2 separate regions of the Macaca mulatta genome follow, and region 2 is linked to region 1. The links are chromatin contacts, called in public Hi-C maps. All regions are on one chromosome and are shown on one strand. Each heading gives the region's core, a stretch centred on a gene start, on an enhancer-like site or on the middle of the called end of the contact. The rest is flanking DNA. Distances are from core to core; before and after follow the strand shown. Region 1 holds the start of RPUSD4 (RNA pseudouridine synthase D4). Region 2 holds the start of SRPRA (SRP receptor subunit alpha).

What was found. Hi-C and Micro-C count contacts between places; a contact is called where the count stands out from the background.
Region 2: a contact with region 1 is called in a Hi-C map of liver, with 3 times the contacts expected there. The contact joins the promoter of SRPRA here to the promoter of RPUSD4 in region 1. A contact is called at or near these places in 3 of 14 Hi-C or Micro-C datasets (cortical neurons, fetal cortex germinal zone and liver).

What each region holds. Positions count from the first base shown.
Region 1 is chr14:126,608,695-126,613,420 of T2T-MMU8v2.0, reverse strand. RPUSD4 (RNA pseudouridine synthase D4) reads left to right here and starts at 3,060. Exons shown (of 8, transcript XM_077964639.1): 1 at 3,060-3,260; 2 at 3,664-3,829. The coding sequence starts at 3,072. It also overlaps a transcript of FAM118B not described here.
Region 2 is chr14:126,663,998-126,668,603 of T2T-MMU8v2.0, reverse strand. It overlaps SRPRA (SRP receptor subunit alpha), which reads left to right and starts at 1,345. Exons shown (of 14, transcript NM_001266746.1): 1 at 1,345-1,565; 2 at 2,167-2,250; 3 at 2,542-2,705; 4 at 2,919-3,079; 5 at 3,331-3,490; 6 at 3,609-3,762; 7 at 3,966-4,057; 8 at 4,164-4,282; 9 at 4,419-4,505. The coding sequence starts at 1,449. It overlaps FOXRED1 (FAD dependent oxidoreductase domain containing 1), which reads right to left and starts at 1,099. Exons shown (of 10, transcript XM_077964638.1): 1 at 964-1,099.

The DNA of each region.
Region 1 (4,726 bases), core at 1,811-4,310:
CTATAAAACCATAAAACAATGTCCAAGTACTTCCTGCTTTTCAAGGAAATGGAATCGCTGGTTAATCTGCAACTAGCAAATCACAGTTTGAGGAGGCGTAACTTAAACTTCATGCCACTGATTAACCTTAAATTTATGATAAACGCAAGTTCCTTTATTAGTCAGTCCTTCTTTATACTTGTGAAATACTAATGCAGCCTTTTTGTTCTGGAATAGACTAGGAAATATCTTTAAAAAGAAACTATCAAGTTCTTCATATGGCTATTTTGGGGGGCACATATTATGATATATCAAAATCAATGTAAATAAGTCACGTTTGAATAGAGCTGTACTCTCCAAGAATGAAGAAATCACTAATAGAATTTCCTTCCTTGTTTTAAGAAAACAGTTTAGACAAGTGGAGTTCCCAACAAATGGACTGTGACATTGACGCAGAAATGGAAAAGTGAACGGCCTAACAAAGGACCAGCTGAATGAGGAAGAGGGAGGAGGCAATACAGAGATTATAAAAAACAAAAACCAAAACCAGAAACAAAAGAGGTTTTGGCAGTGGCAGTATCGCAGCCAATGAGGTTTATCTGAGGGGCAATTATTGCTCTTTGAAAATTGAGGAAGAAAAAAAAAAAAAAGACATGACATTTGCATAAATTATACTGAGAACAACTCTAAATCACCAAGTGCCTAGACTCACGGGAGAAACATTAAGGATGTCGTAACTGACGTACCCATGCTGGCTAAAGCTGTACTGTCATACCAAACAAAAACTTTGAATTCTTTAAATTTCTCCACAAAGTTTCAACAAGACAAACCTAACAGTTTCTTCTCCAGAAATAAAGAACAAATACTTTTATTCTTTGTCACTAAGTGTGTGCTTTGAGTTAACCTGAAACCCTAGAGCATAAGCTCTGTGTCACTAGCAATGACATTTGAGTTGGTTCTTCGTTTTGTTTCCTGCCACAGAAGGCCAATTCTGCAAGAACAGGTGTAGTCTCTTGAATGCCATACAGTTAGGGTAGAAACAGGTTCTCCCATCCCGGACACAAAACCATAAAAGTCCTGTACCCAAAACAAGTTTCTAATTAATGTAATGATATTAATTTAATTCTGGATGTCAAAATTTCAGGGTCCTTGGAAAAGGGAGCTTCAAGTATCTAAGTAATACGTGATGTTCATCTGTTTAGTGAAATTAGAACCTAGGTCTGGAGCATGGAAGGTAATAATTCTTTTAAGGTCGAATTTCTCAACTTTTATAGATCTCTGTCCTACTGGTAAATGTGCAGGGCGGTGGGGGGAACAGGAGAAATGGATGTTGTTTCTCAATCTCCCTTGGAATTCTTCGCATTTATATCTGAATCGGCATTTACACCTGCCTTATAACAGAAACGTACACAAGGCTTGCTTCTTTCCAACTTTACAAATACATCTGCCTCTACGTTCATTCTTCAGGCCAGTGACAGAAATAAGACAATTCAAAATGTTCAGACACACCTAGCATACATTTATGATGCACTTCAGCCATCTAACAGATATTGTGAGTTTACTATGTGCCAGGTCAGAGGATTTAAAAAAAAAAAAAAAGTCTTCCAGGGACTCACAGATCAACAGCAGCTGCCAAGAGTACATCTTTACCTGCGTAACTCATAATCAATTCAAACTCAAAGGACAGTTACAGTGTAGGGGAAAAGACCAGACCTCATCACTGACCACCTAGGTTGTAACTAGTTTTCCTACTATCAAACCCTTTCCTTTCCCATCTGTCCTGCATTCAACTGCCAGATTCACTTCCAGAATTTCACTTTCAAGGAGTCTCTCTGCCCTACTCAAGAAGCTTCAAAGACTCCCCACTACCTCTAGTTCCAACTCTTCAACTTGTCACCTCTAGTTCAAACTCTTCAACTTGAGTCTTCTATGAGTAGCTCCACCTGATCAACTTTGTTTCTTGTTGGTACGGCTCCCTTCTGCCAAACCCTTTAGGAGGTGTAGAACCCAAATCTAATTCAACTACCTATTCTCTAATAACTCCTCAGGCAGCCTTCACTCCAAGCAGTCTTAAAAAAATTGTTCCCCCATCTTCACAGATCCATTAGTTTTCAGGACATTCTTTCTGAACTCAGCATAAGTTTTTCTCTTAACAAATGGCAGGAACATCCTAAGTTACTTTTAACACTACCATCCCAAGCACATGTTTATCTTCCCAGCCACCCCTGATTGAAATCAGAGGTAGTCACTTGCAGTTCGGGCAAGGGAATCTCAACATCGCATCTCGTGAGAGGGGGTTTAGTGCGGTTGCAAACTGTGGAGGAGAGGAAAAACAAAGGAAACAGGAAAAGTGAAGGTCTGTGCTCCGTACTTTCAGCTTTTTCTTTAGGAGTAGCGAAGGTAGGGAGGAGACTCCAAGCAATGAATTCTTGAGGAAGGACAGAAAAAACACTCACAGTGCTTCCTAAGTAGGAAGTAGGGGCTGGGGGCCCTGGATAAGGGAAGGGGCCGTCATCCTTACGAGAGGTGGACAGGTTACCACGTGAAACAAAGAGGATGGGAGTTGGAAGATGACGGGTGGAGAGGCTACAGAGATCCAGGCATCCAATCAAGAGGGTACCCGACGAGTCCCGCAGGGGACTGGCGGATCACCGGAGATTCGGTGGCTAAGAGGGACGGCGTAGGTGCCTAGGAGGACTCTGGGGCGAGTGTTTATGGGACATCGCCTCTAAGGGGGCGCGGGGGCGGGGAGGAGTTTCTCACTGGGATCGTGTACCAAAAGGAGAAACGTTTTTCGGACCAGTGTTCTTCTTGAACAGAAATCCCGGGGACGCGGAAAACGTTAATGCGTTGAGGCACCGGCATTTCCCAGCCCCAGCCCTGCTTCCCTACACACTCACCGAGTCTCCTCCAAACGCCACTGCTCCAGCTGCAGCTACCGGCCGGCGCAGCCGCACTGAGCGCGCACCTAACCCCCGTGACTCGTCCAGGCCCCACCCCGCACCACGTGACCTGCAGGGTCCACCCACTCCCGCCTCACTCTTGCCGCCCTTCTCCACGTGGTCTTGGCTCGCCCCTCCCTTCCTGGCAAGATGGCGGCGCCCAGGTGGAGGGCGTCGGGCCTCTGGAGCTGGGGAAACGGCCAGGGTTTGGGGAGTCTCTTCAGTCTCGTCTCAAAGCCATTTTGTTCCGCTGCCGCTGCCTCTACGTCCGTAAATGCCCAGAGATTAGCGGAGAGGCTCCGAGCCCAGAAACGGGAACAAGACACGAACAAGAAGCCGGTGAGTCCGAAGGGACCACAACTCCCAAGAGACAGTGCGCTCATTGGTTTCCCGGACCCGGAGTAGGTAGGAGGGTCCTCTGACTGAAAGCGTATGAGTCAATAGCCCGGACGCTAGGTGGGAGAATGGGGAGAAGGTGGAGGGGAAGGGTCAGTAAGGGTACGGTGTTTTCCCGTGAGCTGGGTCTTTGGCTACTGTCAGGTTCGGTCCTACCCACTGCGTGGGTACGCAGGTTAGACAAACTGGTACCCCTGGTACCCCTGCTCTCAGATTACTCGAGGAAAGCGCGGGTCTGATGCAAAGATAGTCATTCCCCACTCAGATTCTCACCCAGAGCTTTGTGTAAGGACTTCTCCACCGCTTCCGCACCAGGCATTCCCCACAGCTCCTTCTTTCTCCCTAGGTGTCCACAAACCCTGTTCAGCGGAGAGTGCAAGAAATAGTGCGGTTCACACGGCAGCTGCAGCGAGTCCACCCCAACGTGCTTGCTAAGGCACTGACCCGAGGAATTCTCCACCAGGACAATAACCTTGTGGTCATCAATAAGCCCTACGGTCTCCCTGTGCATGGTAAGGACCACGCGGGAATGGGAGAGGGATCTGTGGCTGCTTTCTGCTACAACCGAGGAAAACTGAGACGTTACTTGTGGTGCACTCTAAAGCCTTGCGTTCAAATTAATTAAACCTTTTTAGACTACCGTCCAATATAAGGAACCACCGAGGACACAGAAATAAATAAGACAGTCCTCCCCTTCTAAACATCTGACAGTAAGCAGCAATTCGTGGAATACGCTGTGTGCAGACCACAGGGATCACTGTAGAGATATACAAAGGCTGTGTGGTTCTAGACTAAAGGTTATCTTCCATCAAAACTGGGAATGAGAAAATGATACATAAGAAAAAAGGGTGTGTGTGTGTGTATGTGGGAGTATATGTAACGTACAACCCCAGAGTAACTGGAATTTAGTGGACGCTCAAATGTCTTTCAACAAATGTTGCATGTAGTTGTCAGGGACAGCTGAGGTGAATCAGGAAAGATTGATTTAAAAAATGCATTTGCGAAAGAATTTTGCAGAGGGAAAAGGCCCGTTTTAGCTAGAAGAAGGTATTGCTTTTCGGGGAGATATGGAGATAGTCGTTCATAAAGACAAGGAACTAAATCAGACATTGCCAAGTGTTTGTATAATTTTTTTCTCTCTTTATTTTCACAACAGTTTTTTGCCTCCCCATTCCCCAATGAAGTTGTTTTCCAGATATTTACATTTTATAATGAGAAAGCAAAGTTGGAAAGAGAAGTAATGTGTCCAAGGTCAAAAAAATGGCTAGTAAGAAGAGGAGACTAGAACCCCAGGAATGTCTAACCCCGAAGCCTATCCTCCTAATCACTCATATTTAATGCTTCTCGAAGGCCTCATGGTTTTGCAAAGTATGTCTGAGAGGAAAGCCACATGCTCTAGAATGGTGCTT
Region 2 (4,606 bases), core at 96-2,595, 57 kb before region 1:
TTAGCTCACCTGTCCACACTACATTTCATGCTACTACTCACACTGTCTATCTAGATGGCTTTTGCTAGTTCCTTGCACAAGAACAATATTTTTCTCCTAATCTGCACTCAATTATTCAGAGACAGGAACACACACCTTTCTTAAGCCAGTAAACATCCTTCAAGGCTGATCTCAGTTCCCACCTGCTCCATGTAATTCCGCCATTATACTAGCTAGCAGTGCAAAGCATTCTTTAAGTTGAGTTCTATCCAATCTTTTTTTTTTGAGATGGAGTTTCGCTCTGTCACCCAGGCTGGAGTGCAATGGCGTGATCTCGGCTCACTGCAACCTTCGCCTTCCGGGTTCAAGCGATTCTCCCGCCTCAGCCTCCCGAATAGCTGGGATTACAGGAGCCCACTACCACATCTAGCTAATTTTTGTATTTTTAGTAGAGACGGGGTTTCACCATGTTGCTCAGGCTGGTCTCGAACTCTTGAGCTCGGGTAATCCACCCGCCTCGACCTCCCAAAGTGCTAGGATTACAGGCGTGAGTCACCGCGCCCGGCCTCTATCCAGTCTTGAACTGGCCTACTGTCTATTGAAATTTTCCCTCTCTAGGTACACTCTAGCCATCTTCCAGGACATTCACTGAATCCCGTCTTCTCTTCACTCCTTCACCGCAACAGCACTAAGTACAGCATCCTGAACGCGGGCAGGACTTAATGCACATCTGTACCACCTATCAATCAGTCTGACTGTAACCGGAAACGTAGAATGATGTGAGATCTGCCACCTGAGAAGGGCTGCCTTGGGAGCCATACACCTGCACCGCCCGTACAAGCTCTGGTAGGCAAGCTTACCCCCTTCCCCAAGCCGACCCACTGTCCTGCCAGTGTGGGCCACGGTTTCGGGTCCTGAAGGACACACAGTCGGAGGTTGGGGACACCCCAGAACCACAATACCCTCTGTCGTCCTCAACTTTACCCAGAGAAAAGCCTCCTCTGCGAGTGCCTGGCCTCCGGGTCAAGAGGCCCCGGCCCAAGCCGTGCGGCAGAACCCTCCGAATCATGGCCCCTCTGAGACCGGCACCCTCTGAGAGCCGCACAGCTGCCTCGCTATTATCCCAGCCGTCACTGCTCCGCGCCAAACGCCATTCAGACGAGCGCGCCAATTGGCCAGTGGCCCTCAGGGCTCCGCCCCCCCACGCTAAAGGTGGCGGTCTCCCCGTGACCTCTCCGGGAGCCCCGCCCAGGCCCGCTCCCACCCGCCATTGGCTGGCCTTGAGATACGTCAGGCCTGCGCGCCCTCGGGCGGAGATGGGGAGGGCACCCAGCTTTCCGAGCGGAAGTGCGTTGAGCCGGTTTCCGGGGCCGCTGGTGTGACGTGTCCCGCGCTTGGCGCAGCAGGAAGCGGCGGCTATCGCGGCCTGAATTCCCGGCGCCGGCCCCAGCTCCTCTGCCGCTGCCGCCATGCTCGACTTCTTCACCATTTTCTCCAAGGGTGGGCTTGTGCTCTGGTGCTTCCAGGGCGTTAGCGACTCATGCACCGGGCCTGTTAACGCGTTGATTCGTTCCGTGCTGCTGCAGGTACCGCCCCCGTGGGATCAGAACTCCAGGCTCTTCTTTCCTGACCCGATCCATGGTCCCTTCGATTCTATTCCGCGCCTCCTCCCACCCTCCCCGCCCACCTCAAACTGGCCACTCACGCGTAACCCGGGCTCCGCTTCGTTTTCTCGTCCCCTTCAGAGTACCCACAACTTAGTGACGACCCCCACTCCGGCGTCTGGACTCTAGCCGAATTCCGGCGCCTTTGGTATTCCCCTCCGCTCCCTCTATTTATCCCCAGCAGCTTGGTTTTGTTGTTTCGAGGCTAGGTGAAATAACAGATGGGAAAACACCTTTACAAAACTGAATGCTGTATAGCTGCTAATAATCTGATTGTTTATATGACTACTTTCGTTTTGGCTCCTATGTGCCTTGCTGCCTCTCACCTCCTTCCCCCAACTTGGTTATCTTCTTTCATTTCTGGTAGAATGCCAGAGAGAAGTGCCCCAGCATCCTCTTGTCCTGGGGACAGATTTGAGTTTGAGGGAAATGTCTGGCTTTTTCCCAAAGGTAATCCAAACCCAGGGCCCAAACCTGGGTTTTCTGGGGATGGTCTGAACACTGAGACATACTCTTTCTCCAGGAACGGGGAGGTAACAACTCCTTCACCCATGAGGCACTCACACTCAAGTATAAATTGGACAACCAGTTTGAGCTGGTGTTTGTGGTAAGTGGGATGTTGTAGAGGGACGATTACATTGTTAACATAGTCCTGATTATTAAGAGAACTCTGATTAATTGCAGCCAGTGTATATGATGACGTAACTGAAAAAACTAGAAAGGTAGATGGGGGAAAACAGCAGCTACTGGGCCCAGGCAGGGAGCTTGGCTGCCTGTCAGGACAGGGAAACCGGCCAGGTAGCTGAACTATCTCTGAAAGCCAGGGTTGAGTTGGCGTCCCTCCATTCTAGGCTGGCATGTAAGCAGATCTGTTGGCTCTGTTTCTTCCCCTAAACAGGTTGGTTTTCAGAAGATCCTGACACTGACGTATGTAGACAAATTGATAGATGACGTGCACCGGCTGTTTCGGGACAAGTACCGCACGGAGATCCAACAGCAAAGTGCTTTGAGTTTATTAAATGGCACTTTTGATTTCCAAAATGACTTCCTGCGGCTCCTTCGGTGAGAGGCCTGCCTTCTCTAAAATCAATTTATTTCCCTGATTTGATGATCTCTCTGAAGGTGGTTCAAGGGTGGTAAATTGGTGTGTTCAAAGACACTCCTAATTTGCTCCCCAGTTCTCATTGTCCTCTTAGGTGTGAGAGTCCTTTCTCTGGACTGTTATTTTTCCTCCTGCACGGGGTAGAAAGATAAACCATTCTCTTTTTTGTTTAGTGAAGCAGAGGAGAGCAGTAAGATCCGAGCTCCCACTACCATGAAGAAATTTGAAGATTCTGAAAAGGCCAAGAAACCTGTGAGGTCCATGATTGAGACACGCGGGGAAAAGCCCAAGGAAAAAGCAAAGAATAGCAAAAAAAAGGGGGCCAAGAAGGAAGGCGAGTTTGAGTTCTTTGGATACACTGGGATGTGAAAGGTGTTAAGACGGTGCTAAGGACTGAGGTGTTCCTTCTTTCTGTCATTGCTTGCCTCCTCCTCACTCAAATGCTCACCATCCTATAATCCCCAGGCCTTGTGAACTCCAAGATGTTTGGTCCAAATTTCCTTTGAACAATTTGGAAGACTTTTAGCCATTGTCTAGTGGTTGAGATTGTCTTTTTTTTTCCTTCAGTGAGTTTTTTCCCAACAGGTTCTGATGGTCCTTTGGCTACCAGCAAAGCCGTCCCTGCAGAAAAGTCAGGTCTTCCAGTGGGTCCTGAGAACGGAGTAGAACTTTCCAAAGAGGAGCTGATCCGCAGGAAGCGAGAGGAGTTCATTCAGAAGCATGGGAGGGGTATGGAGAAGTCCAAGTGAGCACTCTTTCTTCAGTACTCTCAAAATACTGTTATCTAGACATGATGGGTGCAAGGGAGTTCTGGTCTCCGGCTCATGTTTCCTTTCCTGCTTCTCCACCATAACCTGTTGCAGCAAGTCCACGAAGTCAGATGCTCCAAAGGAGAAGGGCAAAAAAGCGCCCCGGGTGTGGGAACTGGGTGGCTGTGCTAACAAAGAAGTGTTGGATTACAGTACTCCCACCACCAATGGAAGCCCTGAGGCTGCCTTGTCTGAGGACATCAACTTGGTAAGAGGCAACAGGGGTCAAAGTGAAGGTTATCTTTAATAACAAATTGGGAGGAAGTAGAGTGTGGGAACATGATACTTGGATATGAATGAGGGGTAAGTTATACTTGGAGCTTCCCCAAATGAAAGAGATAGAGCAATGTGGACTTCTTCCTCAGAGACCTTAGTGTTTCTGGCCCCATCTCCTTTCCCTGTATCTTCCAGATTCGAGGGACTGGGCCTGGGGGGCAGCTTCAGGATCTGGACTGCAGCAGCTCCGACGACGAAGGGGCTGCTCAAAACTCCACCAAGCCTAGGTAGGGAGATTTCAAGTGGGGGAGTGGCATATGCATCTGCAAAACTGGTAAGATACAACTCCCACCTACTCGCTCTATGTATATTTGTCATCTCCTGTCCCTGCAGTGCGACCAAGGGCACACTGGGTGGCATGTTTGGTATGCTGAAGGGCCTTGTGGGTTCAAAGAGCTTGAGTCGTGAAGACATGGAATCTGTGCTGGACAAGATGCGTGATCATCTAATTGGTAAGCTCTGAGGACCGGGCTGACTCATGTTCACGGGATACAGGTAATTGAGCGCAGACTCACTAGCGTTTCTCACCTGCACGATAAAGACTGGTTGTTGCTGACATGGAACTGACCTACCTGTCCCCCTCCTCAGCTAAGAACGTGGCTGCAGACATTGCCGTCCAGCTCTGTGAATCCGTTGCCAACAAGCTGGAAGGGAAGGTGATGGGGACGTTCAGCAGTAAGTACTGCCCTAAGTGAGAAAGTGCTTATGTGTACCAAGAGGTTAAGTGCACAGACCTCTGTTCTTACGAGGTATGTGACTTTTGGCAAAATCCTTAA